Regions from separate parts of the Rattus norvegicus genome. Here region 2 is linked to region 1. A link is a contact called in public Hi-C data. All regions are on one chromosome and are shown on one strand. The core of a region is the stretch at or near the end of the contact, and the rest is flanking DNA. Distances in the headings are between cores, read along the strand shown.

Evidence for each region. A called contact is a pair of places that touch in the nucleus more often than the background predicts.
Region 2: a Hi-C map of liver shows a contact between it and region 1, with 4 times the contacts expected there. The contact joins two enhancer-like sites. A contact is called at or near these places in 4 of 12 Hi-C or Micro-C datasets (hepatocytes, liver and mammary epithelial cells).

The regions. Positions count from the first base shown.
Region 1 is chr4:182,346,835-182,350,497 of GRCr8, reverse strand. No RefSeq gene overlaps it. Among named protein-coding and RNA genes, the nearest start is that of Ccdc91, 220 kb to the right of the region's middle. Within about 2 kb of position 1,582, at least 2 of the 93 cell types and tissues checked have an H3K27ac peak or open chromatin away from gene starts, as enhancers often do. A contact at or near this core is called in liver, where this site is marked.
Region 2 is chr4:182,618,266-182,621,928 of GRCr8, reverse strand. No RefSeq gene overlaps it. Among named protein-coding and RNA genes, the nearest start is that of Far2, 85 kb to the left of the region's middle. Within about 2 kb of position 1,593, at least 3 of the 93 cell types and tissues checked have an H3K27ac peak or open chromatin away from gene starts, as enhancers often do. A contact at or near this core is called in liver, where this site is marked.

The DNA of each region.
Region 1 (3,663 bases), core at 333-2,832:
GCAAACTCTGAAGGTCCAGCACATACGTTGTCAGGCAGTTCATCGGTGCTTTTGACTTTAGCACCAGGGGATCCAGTGGCCTCTTCTGGCTTCTTCAGACATTGCCCACACTTAGTGAGGGACACTCACACAGACACACATACATGTAAATTAAAAAATGCACATTAAAACATAATATGAATTAGCTCGTCTCAATCGTGTGCATTTTGGAGCCTGCATGCTGTGCTGTTCCCTTCTGCATCCTGCCCGCCACAGATTCCAGAACACTCTAGGTTCACGCAGTCTGAATATGTGAGATGTAGTGCAGTAGGGGACACTTGGATGGAGAAAATATGGACAGACACACAAAGGGCTGTTTGGCATACGTCTCATGTAATGTGTGATGCTAGTTTTGTGGTTGTCATAAGCCTGTTTGTGTTGTTTCTACTCCTGTGGGCACTGTGTAGCTCAAGAGAGAATCCAGCATTTTTGTGAAGTCGGTGTAAACCTGTATTAGCCTCCCAGTTGAAGGATTGTGATAAGATAGAGTCAGATAATGTCAGAAGATGCTATACATTTCTAATGTAAAAAGTGTAGCCTTGGCTGTCCTGGAACACGTTCTGTAGACCAGGCTGGCCTTGAACTCAAAGATCCATCTACTCAAGTTCCAGGAACCCTAACCCCCAACCTGGCTAAAAGGTGTAATTTTAAAACTGATAAAATTAGCAAGGAAAATGCTTGTGCTGTCTGACATCCTTCCCTGGGAGCCACCAAGGATAAGCAACTGGCTCTCTACTCAGTAGAACCATTTTAGGAATAAGCATACGCAGATTTCGGAACTGTTTAGAGATTGTCTTATAGAAGTGTTTCCTGCCTTATGAATTCAGATTAGCACAGCTTTGACTCTCTTCATCCCAAACCTTGCACAACACTTCTTCCTAACACCGCAGTGATCAGAAGTGTGAACGGCAGACGGGTGTGCAGGCTTGGTGTATAGGACCTAACCTTCCGGGCGGTCTATAGGACAGACACCAGGGTTTGTCCCTTGGTCCTTGTTCTCTCCTTGGAGATGACGATTCTGGTTGTGGCTCCCCCAAAGCTGTAACACTTGGCTCTTCATGCTTTCTGGGCTACTTTTTACTGCTCACTGTGAGAATGGTGAGGGAAGTGTTTCTTCCCAAGAGCCTTTGCTGATGCATGACCTGACCTCCTCCGTGCTCTCTCCAGAGATTAGTAAAGCAGTCTGAAGGGGTCCATATCAGAGATGACTCTTCACCTAGCTAACTTGGCTGTGGAAAGAAACTGGGCTCTTGGCCTCTAGGTAAATTAAAGCTATTCAAAAATAACTCCCACATGAAGGGGGCTCTTTCTAAGGATGAACCATGTACCTGGGACTTTAAGCTATAAACATATAATACAATTATTATATTACACTATTGTTGCTCTCAGGAAGAGATATAAACTTATTTGGGAAGCCACGAAAGGTCCTTTACATTTCTTAACTTGGACCTGACATCCCTGGTGACTCCTACACTCTTCTACAGTGAAACTAAATCAAAGGCTGTTGGCCAAAGTGTAGCTTCAGCCCTTCCTTTACCCCAATGCCCTTCTCATGGCATGCTTCCCTGTTCAACAACCACAGTTCGTGCCTTTTCACCTTTGGAGTCCTTCTCTTCTGGAATGTTCTGCCAGATATGACCGTTTGGATTAATGCATCACCAGGCACTTGGTGTCTAGACTTTCTGTGTATCTGTCCATTGTCTGAGACCTTCCCCCAGGATGGGGCACGGGGACTGCAGATGGTGCCATTGCAGCACTTTGAACAGTATCCATCCAACCAGGGTAGGTACTAATTAGTGTATCACAGATGGCGAATTCTGGCCCTCTTCCCCTCAGGGAGCTTACTCAAACTACATCTCCCCACTGCAACTGGTTGGCGTCTGTGACTCACCATATTTAAGGCCAAAGGACTTCCAAGAGAAGGTAAGAAGAAGAGCAGATTGAATAGCAAAATGGAACTCTCAACTGTTCTTCCCCATCTGTAGTGGAAATCTGCATAGGATAACATTTCTTGCCCTCACAGAATCTTGATGAGGGTACAGGAGATAACTCACAGTCCACACTGCAGTCTAATTCTTGGTGGAGAGTAAACACTACATGTTGGTTTAAGGAAAAATAGTATAATAGCAACTTAGGGGTCATTTCACACAGCCTCCTCCTGCTCATGAAGGAAGGGCATCAGCTGAGGTTAGATACCCAGACACTGGCCGACCACCCATGAGCTCAAATAGCCTTCTCCTGATATGTGCAACCCTTTTGTTCTTCCAATGGAGGTGAGTTCTACATGCATTCCCTTTCTTAGGAAATTTAAGCATGGTGGCCAGTGCCATTTTCCTCTGTCCCTCATTCCTGTGTATCAGCTGTCTAAAAGCCAGACCTCTCTGCCTGGCTCTTTTCTCTTCGCAGCTCTTTCAATTCTTCTCATCCTTGGAAAAAAATTCTCGTTTATTTCATGTTCTAAGGTTTCTAGCATGAAAATCTGCACCTTCCTAGCAACCAATCTTTGCACCAAACCCAACCCTCTACATCGGCCTCTTGGAATGCACTCTCATTTCATGCAAGTGTTTTCCCCAGAAAGAGAGGAATCACCCCTCCATGATGCTCCCCAAATATAAAATCCCTCACCCTAGATGTGTTACTCATGCAGGTGGGTGACATACACACACAACACGCACAGATGCTCACGTTTCTACCTTGCTGTGGCTGGGCTCCCGAATGCAGGGATAATGTAGGGGTTACACAGGAAGGCTGAGCCTGATAGCGTTAACTGGGAAAGAGAACCAAGAAACGCCATGAGAAGCATCTGTGGCAAAGTATGTAAGAGCCTCTCTTGTTTATGCTAAAACGTTTAATAAAGAGAACAATTGCCTGTGGTTGAATTTTTAAAAGCTGGGAAACTACACAGAAAACAGAAGATGTACCTGGAGAGAGGGAACAAAGAGCAGTGGGGGCAGAAAAAAAGGAAGCTTTCCATTTAGTAGTGTGTGTGTGTGTGTGTGTGTGTGTGTGTGTGTGTGTGTGTGTCTGTGTGTGTATATGTGTATATGTATATGTGTGTGTATATGTGTGTATGTGTATGTATGTGTGTATGTATGTATGTATGTGTGTATATGTGTGTATGTATGTGTGTGTATGTGTCTGTGTGTGTATATGTGTGTATGTATGTGTGTGTATGTGTGTGTATGTGTCTGTGTGTGTATATGTGTGTATGTATGTGTGTATGTGTGTGTATGTGTGTGCGTATGTGTGTATGTGTGTCTGTGTGTGTATGTATGTGTGTGTATGTGTGTATGTGTGTGTATGTGTGTATGTATGTGTGTGTATGTGTGTATGTGTGTGTATGTGTGTATGTATGTGTGTGTATGTGTGTGTATGTGTCTGTGTGTGTATATGTGTGTATGTATGTGTGTATGTGTGTGTATGTGTGTGTATGTGTGTATGTGTGTATGTGTGTATGTATGTGTGTGTGTCTGTGTGTCTGTGTGTGTATGTATGTGTGTATATGTGTGTGTATGTGTGTGTATGTGTGTGTATGTGTGTATGTGTGTGTATGTATGTATGTGTGTGTATATGTGTCTGTGTGTATGTATGCATGTGTATGTATGCGTGCATATGTGTGTATGT
Region 2 (3,663 bases), core at 344-2,843, 270 kb before region 1:
AAGACAGTGAAGTTTCCAAAATACCGTGTCTCTGAATAATGTGTGTGTGCATGCGTGTGTGCATGCGTGCATGTGTGCGCATATGTGCACATGTGTGTGCGCACATGTGCACATGTGTGTGCGCAGGTGTGTGCACACGCATGCACATTGATCCCAGAGGTCACTGTCCAGTGTCTTCTTAAATTGCTCTCCATTTTATTTTTTTTTCCTTTTTCTTTTTTTCGGAGCTGGGGACCGAACCCAGGGCCTTGTGCTTCCTAGGCAAGCGCTCTACCACTGAGCTAAATCCCCAACCCCCTCCATTTTATTTTTTAAGACAGGGTCTCTTACTGAACCTGGAGCTCAAACTGATTGTGTAGCCTGGCTGGCCAGCCAGTTCCAGGGATGTTTCTGCTCTGTCTCCCCTCAACCCCCATACTAGGATTACAGATGTGCTCCACTGAACTTGACTTTTTTCTCTCCCTCCCTCCCTCCCTCCCTCCCTCCCTCCCTCCCTCCCTCCCTCCCTTCTCTCTCTCTCTCTGTCCCCCCCCCCCCCCGTTTTCCTTTTTTAACATGAGGCCGAGGATCGGACTCAGTCTTCATATTTATGCTGAGTCATCCCCCCAGGCCCCATGGTGATTTAATGTTATGAACCACAAAAGCGAGAGACAAACCTTGAGGTCCAGGCTCAGGGGTCCAGTTATAATTCACACACTTACAGGCCAGAGAGTTATTTCCAGTCTAACAGAGAAATGAGAAGCACCGCTTGTCTACATGTCATGCTTCTAGGGACAGCAAGTTCCCAGCACCAATTTCCATAGCTCTTGGAAGCCCATGGTCTGACGTTGTACACATGACCTGGTTCTGCTTGGGTGGCAAGGGAAGCTAGCTGGATCCATTTCGTGTCTGAGCCACCTTCATGGCCAAGTGACAGGGTGGAAAGGCCCTTCAGACACTGCCCATCGTCCAACAGCTGTCTCTACTGTTTAAGTATTAATGGCTTAGCTCACTCACAGAGGAGAGAGGCAGGCAATGTCCAACAAGCATTGCCTGATCCTGGGTTCAGTTTGAGCTAATCGTCACTGTTTCTGGAACATACCTATGTGGGTTTTCTCAGTAAGTGCAGCCAGCAAGTCTGAACGCAGCCCTCCTATGCCGACCCACGCGGATCAGCTTGGACTCTCGCTCTGCGACATTGCATCATCTCAAGAGGGCTTTGGGGTGCCCCGCGCCAAGTAGAATTGGCTAAATGATTAACACATGCCTTTAGGAAAAAGCATGGACACTTCTCAGAGGAAGATGGGGCTGAAATCACTGTGGCTACCTCATCTTAAAACCTGAGAGGAATTAATCCCAGAAACCCTTCATTTCTCAATCATAAGTAAGGGTAAAAATTATAAGCAGGGGCCAGGATTCATGGGAGACCAGAGCCACAGAAGAATCTTTTGGGTCCAGGACCCAAGGCAGGAGGCAGTGAGCATTTTAAGTTTCACCCTGACAGATGAAGGTAAATGTAAGCTTTGAGCCCAAGATGTAAAACGGGACAGAATTGTTGCCAGTGAAAGAAAAGAAGGTAAATCCCAGGCATCCTTCATGCTTCCGTTAGGGGGCACTCTTGACTCACAGATCCCTAGGTGTGTTTATCACAGAGCCAGTTTTCTTCCGAGGCAGGTCTGCATGATAGGTGGTCTAAACTGGCAGACTCCGTGCCAAGCAAGGCACGCAAAGCCGAGGGGGGATAATGTGGCATTTCTTCCTGCTTTCACATCAACAGCACATACCCAAGGTTAAGAAAATCAACTTGGGACAAAACTGTGCTCCGGAGCCCCACGCCTCCACTCCCCCGATCCCCACCCGGACCCCAGACCTCGTGGACTGCACTGCCAGGGACTGCCTGAGCCTTCCCCACGGATTGATTGCTGGTTGATTATTCAGAGAGATTTTGTAAATGCAGCTAGGGAAAAGAATCCTCGATGATGGGGTGTTTCCTCTCGCTGGGCAGTCACCAGGGCCGCACAGAGGGAAGAAAGCCAACAGAAAGCCGCTCATCCTTTGTAACTCCAGTATACCCCAGTGCCAGGATGTCTCCCAGTCAGAGGCCAAGCTTCTGTGTGTATGTGCGAGTGGCGCTCTCACTGAGTCATACACATACACACCTAGAGGAGTACGCAGAGCACCATGGCTCTAGAGTTGTTTGCGCTCCGTTTTAAAGCCTTAGGCATGAGAATTGGTGTGAACTACGGTGCTGATCTCTCCCAGGGCCTGGCATGACACTACTTGCTGCCACTGCTCCCTAGGTCTGGCATGATGCTGCAGTGAGCAGAAAGGCCTGAATATAACGGACAGGGAAACCCCTTGTGTACTGACCATACACGTGGTACTGAAGCACAGGTGGGAGAGGATGAGACATACGGCCCAGGGACCATAGGACTGTCACATGGGCACATGACCATTGGGTTCTAAAGACAGAATAGAGACCCTTGCTATGTGGGAAACTTGGTCTTTAACACTGTGGAGGAGTGCAGACTGGAGCAAGGAACTTGGGAGCTCTCAAGGCTGGTTCTCAACTGCCTCAGTCCAGTTCCCTGTGTCTATGCCTGTACACAGAAAAGCAGATGGACACAACACCGAGGATAACCTCCTCTACCCTTGTCTTCTCACTTTCCAAACACACATGCACACACAACACACGAACACACACATGTACATACATGTACACATGCAAACATGCACACACATACATTCATACACATGCACATACACATGTACACACATACACTGCACACACACATGAGCGCACACACATGTATACACACATATATACACACACTCACACATATGCACACACACATGCTCACATTTGCATGTCAACTTTGGGTATCATTCCTTGTCTCTTTGATATCCTTGTTTTTGAAACAGGGTTTCTCATTGGATCTCACCAACTAGGTTAGGCCAGGTAGTGCCCCAAGTATCTGCTTGTCTGAGCTGGGATATCAAGAATGCTGCCCATGTGATCACTAAACCTTGTGCTTGGGCAGCAAGCACTTGACCAACTGAGATATCACCCCAGCCCAACAGTGAGGATTTGTATCAAAGATCTGGCACCCAGATGGACACAGAAAGTTCTTTTTTCTTCACCATGGACCTGAGAGGGCAGAAGCTAGGATTTACCAATGTTAGACCATTATAGAGAATATTTATCTCCAGTTGACTATAGGAAATCATGTCAAGACAGTACTAGGAAAAAAAGCTTTTATGAGATTCTTAAAGTACAGAGCTGGCAGAGGACCCACAAATGCCAAGCAAACCTGAATGACTCAGTGTCTCTCTAATGGGCTTAGGTTGGAGACCCTGGGCAGGAATATAAAGCCTTCAGCAAGTGCTCGAGAGGGCAGGGCCCTGAGCTGTACCCTTGGCAAGGTCCTCATGTAAAGTCATCCCATAATTATAGTCCTGGAGGAAAGAGCCTTGTTCTCTCCCTGCACTGTAAGCCCCTGGGTTTACAGCTAAGTCTTCTGGCCTTGCTTTCATTTGGGTTCTGTAGCAACACAGCACCTTTGGCCCAAACCTCTCCCTTTCTATTTTTAAAAAAGAAAGGACTTAGGAGTCCTGGGGAACCTGTAATTGTCAGAGCACTTACAGTCATCAAATCCACCCCCAAGGTGTGGATGCAGCCAGGCT